Regions from separate parts of the Mus musculus genome. Here region 1 is linked to region 2. A link is a contact called in public HiChIP or PLAC-seq data. All regions are on one chromosome and are shown on one strand. The core of a region is the stretch at or near the end of the contact, and the rest is flanking DNA. Distances in the headings are between cores, read along the strand shown. Region 1 overlaps Thumpd1 (THUMP domain containing 1). Region 2 has its middle 43 kb from the start of Gprc5b.

What was found. HiChIP or PLAC-seq counts read pairs in DNA pulled down with a chosen protein or histone mark.
Region 1: a contact with region 2 is called in an H3K27ac HiChIP or PLAC-seq map of embryonic stem cells, with 4 times the contacts expected there. The contact joins two enhancer-like sites. A contact is called at or near these places in 1 of 484 Hi-C or Micro-C datasets (embryonic stem cells) and 1 of 115 datasets of contacts at active chromatin or transcription factors (embryonic stem cells).

The regions. Positions count from the first base shown.
Region 1 is chr7:119,717,956-119,723,287 of GRCm38.p6, reverse strand. Thumpd1 (THUMP domain containing 1) reads left to right here. Exons shown (of 5, transcript NM_145585.3): 2 at 2,384-2,777; 3 at 3,987-4,161; 4 at 5,018-5,266. The coding sequence starts at 2,547. Among named protein-coding and RNA genes, the nearest start is that of Thumpd1, 3.0 kb to the left of the region's middle. Within about 2 kb of position 2,482, at least 339 of the 459 cell types and tissues checked have an H3K27ac peak or open chromatin away from gene starts, as enhancers often do. A contact at or near this core is called in embryonic stem cells, where this site is marked.
Region 2 is chr7:119,035,326-119,040,309 of GRCm38.p6, reverse strand. No RefSeq gene overlaps it. Among named protein-coding and RNA genes, the nearest start is that of Gprc5b, 43 kb to the right of the region's middle. Within about 2 kb of position 2,474, at least 6 of the 459 cell types and tissues checked have an H3K27ac peak or open chromatin away from gene starts, as enhancers often do. A contact at or near this core is called in embryonic stem cells, where this site is marked.

The DNA.
Region 1 (5,332 bases), core at 1,233-3,732, 680 kb before region 2:
TTTTAAAGTTTATGTGAGCTACCAGCACTTCCTGAATTGGGCCGGTTCACACGGCACGTTGTTAAGTCCTCCTCATATCGCCAAGGGATGTGAATGGAAGGGTTTTATCTGGCAAATATTAAACCAAGCAAAGAGATTATTTTCATGGTTGTTGTTCAACTCATTGCTTTATCGGGACTATCCCTCTTGAAGGCAGTGTACTCGCAAACCAGTGTACTTGGTTTAGGTCTTAAGTGCCTTCCAAGCACCATGTATTAAAGACTTATTATCTTTATGTGATGCTACTAGGAGAGTGTGGAACTGTTGAGAGCTGAGAGAAATTAAATCTTGTGGTACAACCCTGTAATTCAGGATTTCAAATGAAGCCCTATCTGGTGCACAGAACAAGTTCAGACCAATTTGGAGAACTAAGTTAGACTCTATTTATGAATAAAAGTTAAGAAAAGGATTGGGATATAGCTTAGTGGTCTGGCTTATGCCTTTGTCAGATCCCTAGTACTAAACAAAGAGGTAAGGCTTAGTGAGATGAAATTTGGCCACTGAGCATGTGACCGCATGGGACTAATAGAAACTCAGACCCCACCCTAAACTCTGTCTTACCTTCTGGACACCAGGAGATGAGAATCTTTCTTGTATTGGTTCTTGTCATAATGTATATTGTCTCACCCAGTCAGAAGCAATGGCATCAAGTGGCTTTGAATTGAGACCTCTAAACTCTGAGCTGAAACAAATCTTGTCTTATGTTAAGCTGGTTATCTGGAGTTTCTTGGGTCAGTAACAGAAAATGACAACATAACTAATGCAACCAGTTGGTTTCCTGTGATGGACTGAGTTTATTCTTAGTTTTCTCTGAAATTCCAAGTTCTAGGCTTCAGTTTTCCTATGTGGGGACCAGGGTGTTAGGCTTTCCACTTAATTACTATAAAACACTAGCTGAGATCTATCTATTCTATTCTCTATCTAAGATCTATACTATACTATCTAAGCTATACTAAGATCCAGGTAGGTATGTCACACTCTATCTTCCTTTTCTTTTGTTTTCTTTTCTTCTTCTTCTTTTTTTCTCTTTTCTTTTTGGTTTTTTTTTTTTTTTTTTTTTGAGACAGGGTTTCTCTGTATAGCCCTGGGTGTCCTGGAACTCACTTTGTAGACCAGGCTGGCCTTGAACTCAGAAATATGCCTGCCTCTGCCTCCCGAGTACTGGGATTAAAGCTGTGCGCCACCACACCTGGCCCTATTTTTCTTAAACGGTTATCTTTTCTTCTCCCCTATTACTTGGATGAAGTTTGTAGGTAAACCAAAAGAGAGCACCTTTCATGGTTCCCGGGCATTCCCATCAACCCAGGGTTGTCTGGGCCACCTTTCCACTGGGCACTGACATCAGCCTTTCTTTTCCTAATCAGGAACATCACTTCTCCAATTAACCCTACTGTCATGTGTGTTAGGGTTCTAAAATCCAAACCACCCAAGCAGGCACAAGGGTCCAGCAAAGCATGATCTTTATTTGAATTAGGCAGCAAGAACCAACCAGTCAGGGACAACAGCACAGACTTGGGAGCCTAGTGCATGTTCAAATGTCCATCTCAGTAAGGATGTAAACAGATGACAAAATGTACTCAGGGTGATACTGATGGATCAGGGACACAGGGGCTAAACTGCATCCCTAAACCAGGATGTTTCAGAGTGTTTAAGCCCATGTATATGTGTGTATATGAGCACACCTGGCTGTTAGAGGACAGTTGCCAAGTTGGCTTCCCTCTTTTCACCATGTGGGGTCCTGGGATCTTCAGACTTGGGAGCAAATGCTTTTTCCAGCTGAGTTGGCTTGTTGGTCCAGAAAGAGGTTTTTTTTAAATTCTTGAGTTACTTCTACAATCCATCACACATTGTGTGTGTGTGTGGATGAGATAATCTTTTTGGAACAAAACTGCTTTTGTCTCAATCGTTTTGTTCAGAAGCAAGAAATGTAACGTTCCTGTCAAAACCAGGGGTATGCAGAACATCTTACCAATTGGTCACTCTCACATGTTAGGACATCCGTGTCTAACAGAGGCAAGGAGAAAGAGATGAATACAGTAGCTCTAGTATTAATATAGACACATTTTACAACTTAGTGTTTAATGCTCTCACGGTGCCAGGGTCTGCCTTCACTGAGTCCCTTCTGTTCCTCATGGTAATATGGTAGACTCCAGTGACTCCTGAGAAACCTAATAAGGACAATAAATGTCATGTTCTGCTGATGGCACGACCTCCGTTCTTTAAACAGCGACTAGCACGATAAACCTTAACTTTAAAACAAACAAATATGAACGGGTAAATAAACCATTTCTTTGTGAGCACGTTTTACACTCTGCTGGAGTTCAAAATCTACGTTTACGTCCAGAGCCCACTTGGAAGCTGTTGTCACTTTATGCGAGGACTGGGCGGCACCGGAGCCACCGGAAGGCGGCGTGCAGGACCGCTTGGGCAAACTGTCGCGTACGTGTGACGCAATCACCCCGCGTCCGCGCAGACGAAGACGCCAAGGAACGTGGATAGTAGGAAGCATGGCGACCACCGCCCAGCAGTCCCCTCAGCCTGTTGCCGGAAAGCGCAAAGGCAAATCCCAGTTCCTGCCGGCCAAGCGGGCCCGACGCGGTGACGCAGGCGGCCCGCGGCAGCTGGAGCCCGGCCTGCAGGGCATCCTCATCACCTGCAACATGAACGAGCGCAAGTGCGTGGAGGAGGCCTACAGCCTGCTCAACGAGTACGGCGACGACATGTACGGGCCGGAAAAGGTACGAGCCTTGGGGAGAGCGAGCCGCCCGTGGGCTCTTCTGGGGTGCGGAGGCGGCAGTTGCTTCAAAGCGCCAGTACAGTGCTTGAATGACCCCGCTTACCTTCCCGCCCCTAAAGTGGCTACTATTGCGGTCATGTGCCTGGTGGGCGTGGGCCTCCGGGCTGGCTCTTTAGGCTTTCTTGACATCACTAACGACAGTGACTCCCACGTCTCGATTGCCTTCTGTGGACCAGGGAGTGTGCTAAAACCCGTTCGGATGTGTACCTCTCGCGTCAGTGCGAAGTTGCTACAAGCTAAGATCTGAGATAGTGAAAGGGATGCTATTTTCCAAGTGCCCTTGAAAATACATTTCAGATCTCATCCTATGGCGGTTTGGCAGCCCCAATATTATTTGGCTTAGATCCCGGATACACCTGCACACTCTGAAGTGTGGAGAAAGATAGTGTAGCAGGCCCCACTACTAGAGAGGAGGGGGGCAGAATAGGAATTTGTAAAGGCTCCTTCAGTGTACACAATTATTTTTATTACCTGATTGAAAATGACCTTGGTAGGACAGGACCCTGTCTATGCTGGTGCCTCGTGCAAGTTCCCTTTTTGTGGAGCCCCTTTTGTTTTTGACAGAAGACTTTGCTGGCTACCTCAGGTTGGCCTCAGCTCCCCAGGTGTAGGGATTGCAAGCACCGGCCACTGCTTTGTGTGCTCTCTTTCTTATAGTGGGAGTAAGGGATTTTATTTAGTTCTCTCATACATTTGGTTCTAATCCTATCACAGCCACATTGCCTGCCTGCCACTATCCAGATGGGTCTGAAAGCATTTTCAGATGACACATACCACACACAGGGAATTAATTTATTTATTTATTTATCTATCTATTATATGTAAGTACACTGTAGCTGTCTTCAGACACACCAGAAGAGGGCATCAGATCTCATTACGGGTGGTTGTGAGCCACCATGTGGTTGCTGGGATTTGAATTTCGGACCTTCGGAAGAGCAGTCGGGTGCTCTTACCCACTGAGCCATCTCACCAGCCCGGGGAATTTATTTCTTAATGTACATTTTGGAAGTTGTATTTTATTAATCTAATAAAGAAATTTATTTGTCAACATTGAGACCTCTGCCACTGGGGGTTTCACATAAGTAGTTAATTACAGCATTTGAACATGAGGTGTTCTGTAATTTTTGCCTGTTGGTTTTTATATAAACAGTTTATAGACAAGGACCAGCAGCCCTCTGGAAGTGAGGGAGAAGACGATGATGCAGAGGCTGCCTTGAAGAAAGAAGTTGGTGACATTAAGGCTTCTACAGAGAAGAGGCTGAGAAGATTCCAGTCAGTGGAGAGTGGAGCGAATAATGTAGTCTTCATCAGGACGCTTGGGATAGGTATGTCTGACTGACAGCCCTAAGATCATCAATCCCATAGTATCTGGGCATTTCTGTCTTAGCAGATGCTGCCTAGACAACGGCTCCCCAGGTATAGCTGTTAATTATTCTGTGGAACGTTTCCACATTCCATCAACAGTATATCAGTTTCCGAAGGTTTTGGAAAGGTTTTCAGATGACACATACCACACTCAGGGAATTTGCTTCTTACTCCACACTGTGGAAGGGGTGCCATTTTAGTTTCCTAACAATGTAGAGTGGTGGAGGGTGGTGAGCATTGGGTAAGGGTAGGGACCTGGCTGTGCTGCATCCTTCCTTTAGTAACTCAAGGCAGAGTGAAAGCGTGTATTCTGTCTCAAAAGAGCAGCTGCTACTTAGTTCCAGGTAGTTACCATTTAGGAATAGAGGGCCTGATCCACTTAAAACCTGGAAATAGAATTCCTTTGACTTTCAAATGTGGTCACTAATTTGGAAATATTAGCACTGTTGTCTTGGGCAGATGTGTTAGTTGGGAAGTAGCCAGTGAATCACCGTGTCACACGGTGCTCTGTGTGCTGGGATTCTTTCCCAACTGAGAGCTGGACTTCTGTACTCCTTAACTAATGAATTAGGGCTTTAAGTTACAGATTTTGTTTTTGTAAAAATATGCTGTGTAATGCTTGTTACTCTAATTTGTATTACAAGAAGACAACAGTAAGGTGTTGTGGTTTAAGTTTGATTCCGAGACTATCAACATTTATATTTGGTAGGATCTTGAGAAATACTAGATGGATGGAAAATAAAAACAAAAAAGTCTTGTTTTTTCTTTTCTTTTTTTTCTTGTGTTTCTTCTTTTTTTTTCCCCTTTTTCTCTTAGAACCTGAGAAATTAGTGCATCATATTCTCCAGGATATGTACAAAACCAAGAAAAAGAAGACAAGGGTTATTCTACGAATGCTGCCCATCTCAGGCACATGTAAAGCTTTTTTAGAAGATATGAAAAAATATGCAGAAACATTTCTGGAACCCTGGTTTAAAGCCCCAAACAAAGGGACATTTCAGATTGTATACAAATCTCGAAACAATAGCCATATGAATAGAGAAGAAGTTATTAAAGAGTTGGCAGGTAAGTTCTCTTAGTAATTTTATATAGCCTGCTCTGGTTTATGCTTAAAAATTTTTAAGTTTAGTA
Region 2 (4,984 bases), core at 1,225-3,724:
AAGCCAGTGATGGCTACATGCATCTGTAAGGCCAGCACTAGGAGGCAGAGACATGCAGATCCTAGGAGCTCATCAGCCAGGCAAAACAATGTGTTCAGTGAGAGAGCCTGTCTTAATGGAAAATACAAAGCAATGAAGGAAGACAGCTGACAGTCTTCTGGCATTGACACATAAGCAAAGTCACTCACGACATCACACATGCACCACACCAGCACACATATACACAATGTACAATGATAACAATGAAAGAGGGAGGGAGCAGGGAGGGAAGAGAGTGAGGGAAGAAAGGGAGGGAGGGAGGAAAGAAGAAAGAGAGAAAAGGAGGGAGGAAGAAAGGAAGGAAGGGAGGGAGGGAGGGAGGGAGGGAGGGAGAGAGAGAGAGAGAGAGAGAGAGAGAGAGAGAGAAAGAAAGAAAGAAAGAAAGAAAGAAAGAAAGAAAGAAAGAAAGAAAGAAAGAAAGGAAGAAAGAAAGAGGGGAGGGAGGGAGAAAGAGAGAAGGGAGGAGGGAGGAAGGAAGAAAGAAAGAGGGAGAGAGGGAGCAAGGGAGGGAGGGGGAGAGGAAGGAAGGAAGGAAGGAAGGAAGGAAGGAAGGAAGGAAGGAAGGAAGGAAGGGAAAGGCAGAGGGAGGGAAGGGGAGAGAAGGAGAAAGGGAAGGAAAGGAGGAAGGGAAGGGGGAAGAGAAGGAAGGAAGGAAGAAGGAAAGAAGGAAGGATGAAAGGAAGGAATGGAAGGACAGAGGGAGGAAGAAAGGGAGAAAGGAAAGAAGGAAGAAGAAAAAAGGAAGAAGAAGTTAAGTCCTGTAGGGTGATTGTGTGGACAGAATATATCCACCCATAAATACATGATAGGGATGCACAGTGGCCCCTGCCTATAATCTCAACAATCAGGAGAATGACACAAGAGTATTACTATGGGTTTGAGGTTTTATAGGAGTTTCAGGTCAGCCTGGAGTACAGAGTAAGACCCTGCCTCAAAAAAAAAAAAAAAAAAAAAAAGAAGAAGAAGAAGAAGAAGAAGTCTTTTGACAAAGAAAACTGAATGGTCAGCAGAACTGCAGGATGGTCCTGCCAACCAAGGACTTTGACCATCCCCATTGCCCCAGATCCCAGGAGTCCACAACATAAGGATCTGCTGTGCCACACACTCCACAGAAGTCTAGAGGCAACAGCATATACAAAGCATGTGTCCTCCCTGGCAGAGACAGAAGTGCACAGCGATGTGAGGAAAGTGAGGCAAGTGAAGTCTCAACTACCCCAGCTGCTTCTGCCCCATTAACCTGGGTGCCTTCTACTTGGAGAGATAAAGAGATAGAAATGTCAACCTGGAGAAATGGCTCGGCAAAGCACAAGGACCTTAGTTTAAGTCTCCAGCACCCACGGGAAAAGCTTGACATTGTCATGCTTGTAACCCCAGCACTGTGTAGATGGGGGCAGCAGACTCCCTGAGGCTTTCTGGCTACCAGCCTAGCTCCAGGTTCAGTGAGAGATCTGTCTCATGTGAATAGGAAAGAGAATGACACAGGGGGGCACCCAAAGTCCTCCTCTGGACTCTGAACCTGCTCAATGACATGCATGCACATATGCCACCCACACACACATGCACACAAAAAAACAAAACACAAAAATGTGGTGACAGATCAGTAGATGATAAGTAGATAGATAGATAGATAGGTAGATAGATAGATAGATAGATAGATAGATAGATAGATAGATAGATAGATAGATAGACAGATAGATAGATGGACAGATAGATAGATGGACAGATAGATAGATGGACAGATAGATAGAGGTGGATAGATAGATGATAGATTGATTGATAATAGATAGAGATGAGAGACTCCAAAATCTAAAAAAATTTCAAACATGAGAACAAAGAGAAGACTTAAAGACTTTTTTTTTTTTCAAAAAGCAAGTAGATGAGAATTTTCCAGATATTTGAAAGACATTGCACTTATGTCAAGAAAGAAGTCAAGTCCTGAGTAGAATGGTTAAAATTAAATTCACACCAAGACACAGCATAATGAATACAGAGAAGCTGGTGGAAACAAACAGAAGGAAATTGAAGTCACATCAGAAGAGGTCTCACTATACAAGGGCTCACATCTCCCAGGAAACACGGAGTACTATCTAAGGGTGCTAGAATTCTGGATATAAATTCTCTCTCTCTCTCTCTCTCTCTCTCTCTCTCTCTCTCTCTCTCTCTCTCTCTCTCTCTCTCTCCCTCCCTCTCTCTCTCTCTTTTTCCCCTCTCCCTCTCCCTCTGTCTCCCTCTGCCTTTCCCTTCCCCGTCTCTTTCCCCCTCCCCCTCCCTCTCTCCCTCCCTTCCCCTACATACACACACACACACACACACACACACACACACACACACACACACAAACACAAACACACACACTCACATCAGCTTTCTCTGGAGATCTCCAGACAGCTCTCTGCTCAAGACAGCCTTTTAATGCAATTCAAAAAACTCTGGATATCTCCTGACAGCTCTTCCAGATAGCTCAGCTCACAGACCAAGCCTGGTCTTTTATTTACATATCAATTCAGTCATTTACTCCAGGTTCCCTTTTGACTCACAAATCAGCATTCCAGGACCCCAGCCTCTTGTTTTTTAAGAGACAGAAAACACATTTTTTTTATATTGTAAAAGAATTTAGAGATCTACCTGTCCTTTTAAAGCACAGATAATAAGCTAGCTAAGTGGGACTCCATCTGAAATTATCATTCTTACCATGCTTGGGTATGGACCTAAACTCCCTCTGTCCCAGGCTGACCTTGAAATCAGGAATCTACCTGCCTTTGTAAGCATAAAGAAAAAACTGCAGGGCAGTGGTGGTGCACACCTTTAATCCCAGCACTTGGGAGGCAGAGGCAAGCAGATTTCTGAGTTCAAGGCCAGCCTGGTCTACAGAGTGAATTCCAGGACAGCCAGGGCTATACAGAGAAACCCTGTCTCAAAAAAAAAATAGAGAGAGAGAGAGAGAGAGAGAGAGAGAGAGAGAGAGAGAGAGAGAAGGGAGGGAGGGAGGGAGGAAGGAAGGAAGGAAGGAAGGAAGGAAGGAAGGAAGGAAGGAAGGAAGGAAGGAAGGAAGAAAGAAAGGAAACTTAGCTGGGTTTCCTTGCAATTACCTTGCCTTGCAATTACCACTCCCTAAAACTCTGTATCTCCTTCCTTAGTATCTTTGTGACAAGCTGGCTCATAGTACAGCTGCCTCTGTTGCTTTAGATCTGTGAAGCTCCTTATAAAATTTATATTGCATCCTTATATTTTACATAGTTGAGAAATTATGTATTTTTGAACTCATGTTTTCAGAGTTCTTTCTCACAGCCATAAGGGCTGTACTGAAGTTCACAGTGTTCTGTCATTTTTCTGAGACATTAGACACACCCTCGCCTCCCAGACTCATGCTGTCTCTGATTATCATGGAGTCATGAGCCTTGGCAGAGAGGACATTCCCTGAAGAAGGAGCATGAAAATATGTACATTATTATTATACAAACAAGGTTTATGCCCACATCAACACTCATGGAGGCCCATGGCCTACTGGCTCTGTTCGAGGGGTGGTAACCATGTCATTCTGTCCCTACCATGGCCAAGCTGGACTCAACATAAACGTTATCCACCAACCACTGTGGCAGCCTCCTCCCCTCCAGGGCAGTAGCCACTGAAACTTGACTTCAGAGCAGAAATTGCAGATATTCTTTGGGGTGAATAGAAGGATAATCTGGGGGTGGGGAGTACTGGGGATTGGGCCCGGAGTCACCTGTCATGACAGACACCTTTGCTAAGCGTCTTGAACTCTGGGCCTTTTCTGTAATCTGAGGAGTTCAGATACAATAGCCAACAGGGTAAAGGATAAAGAATCTTTGGTGGCTTTCCAGATCCACTCTTACTAATCTTGTCCCTTCTGCCCAGAGTCAAGGCACTAGCTTCAAGAAAGTGGGGGGTTCAGAAGGAGTAAGAAAAATAAGGCCAACCTGAAGGATGCCCATGGCCAAGTGTGTTATATTCATTCTTCTTCTTGAGACTCATGACACAAACAGACCCATGTTGCTACTGATTTTTTTAACATATGAAAGATGATGAGTAACTTCAGAATGAGGAATGTGAAGGTCAGGGTAGAGGTGGGGATCAGATGCTCAAGGTTGGGAAACAGCAGACTTGAGAATAGGAAACAGTAAGATAACGTGTGTGTGTGTGTGTGTGTGTGTGTGTGTGTGTGTGTGTGTGTGTGTGTGAGAGAGAGAGAGAGAGAGAGAAGGAGGAAGAGGAGGAGGAGACAGACAGACAGACAGAGTGATGTAGAGTCTATTGATTCTTGTATATAGATCAAGAAACTGAGGCAATAGGATTCCAAGTAATTTGTCCAAACTAAGCAAGATTTGAACTCCATTTACCCTCTGCCCTTCCCACTCTCCCCTACAGCAGAAATTTACACTCAGCAAATCAACCACAAAGAATCCCTTCCTAAGGACAAGGTCACATAAAAGTCACACATAAAGTCATTTGGAACCACCCAAACTACTGCTCATGCCTGTCTTGGGTACTCAGGCACATGACCTTTCCTGAAGCCACACATCTGGTATAGATGACATCATAATCTTCTGGGCATGCTCACAGTTGGTCAGATCCTTCCAGGCGAGTCTTGCCTCTGGTACTATAGTTATCTATGTGCAGCTTCCCCTCAGGGTTTAGGGAGAGTGGAACCCAATACTCCCACTGGCTTCTTAAAAGGATTCTCCAGCCCTCACTCCTCATCCATCACAATGGCCTCTTCAAAACTGCTCAGCTCATCCCCCACTTCTCATGATGACGAAACTTAACTCACGTTCCTTCCCAAACCTGGACTGGAGATATGGTCCCATTGGTAGAGTTGGCTTGGAATGCACAAGGCCAACAGTGATCCCATTGGTGAATAGCTAGACTTATGGCACATGCCTGGAATCCAGAATTCAGGAGGAGCAAGGAAGAGCAAAAGGTCAAG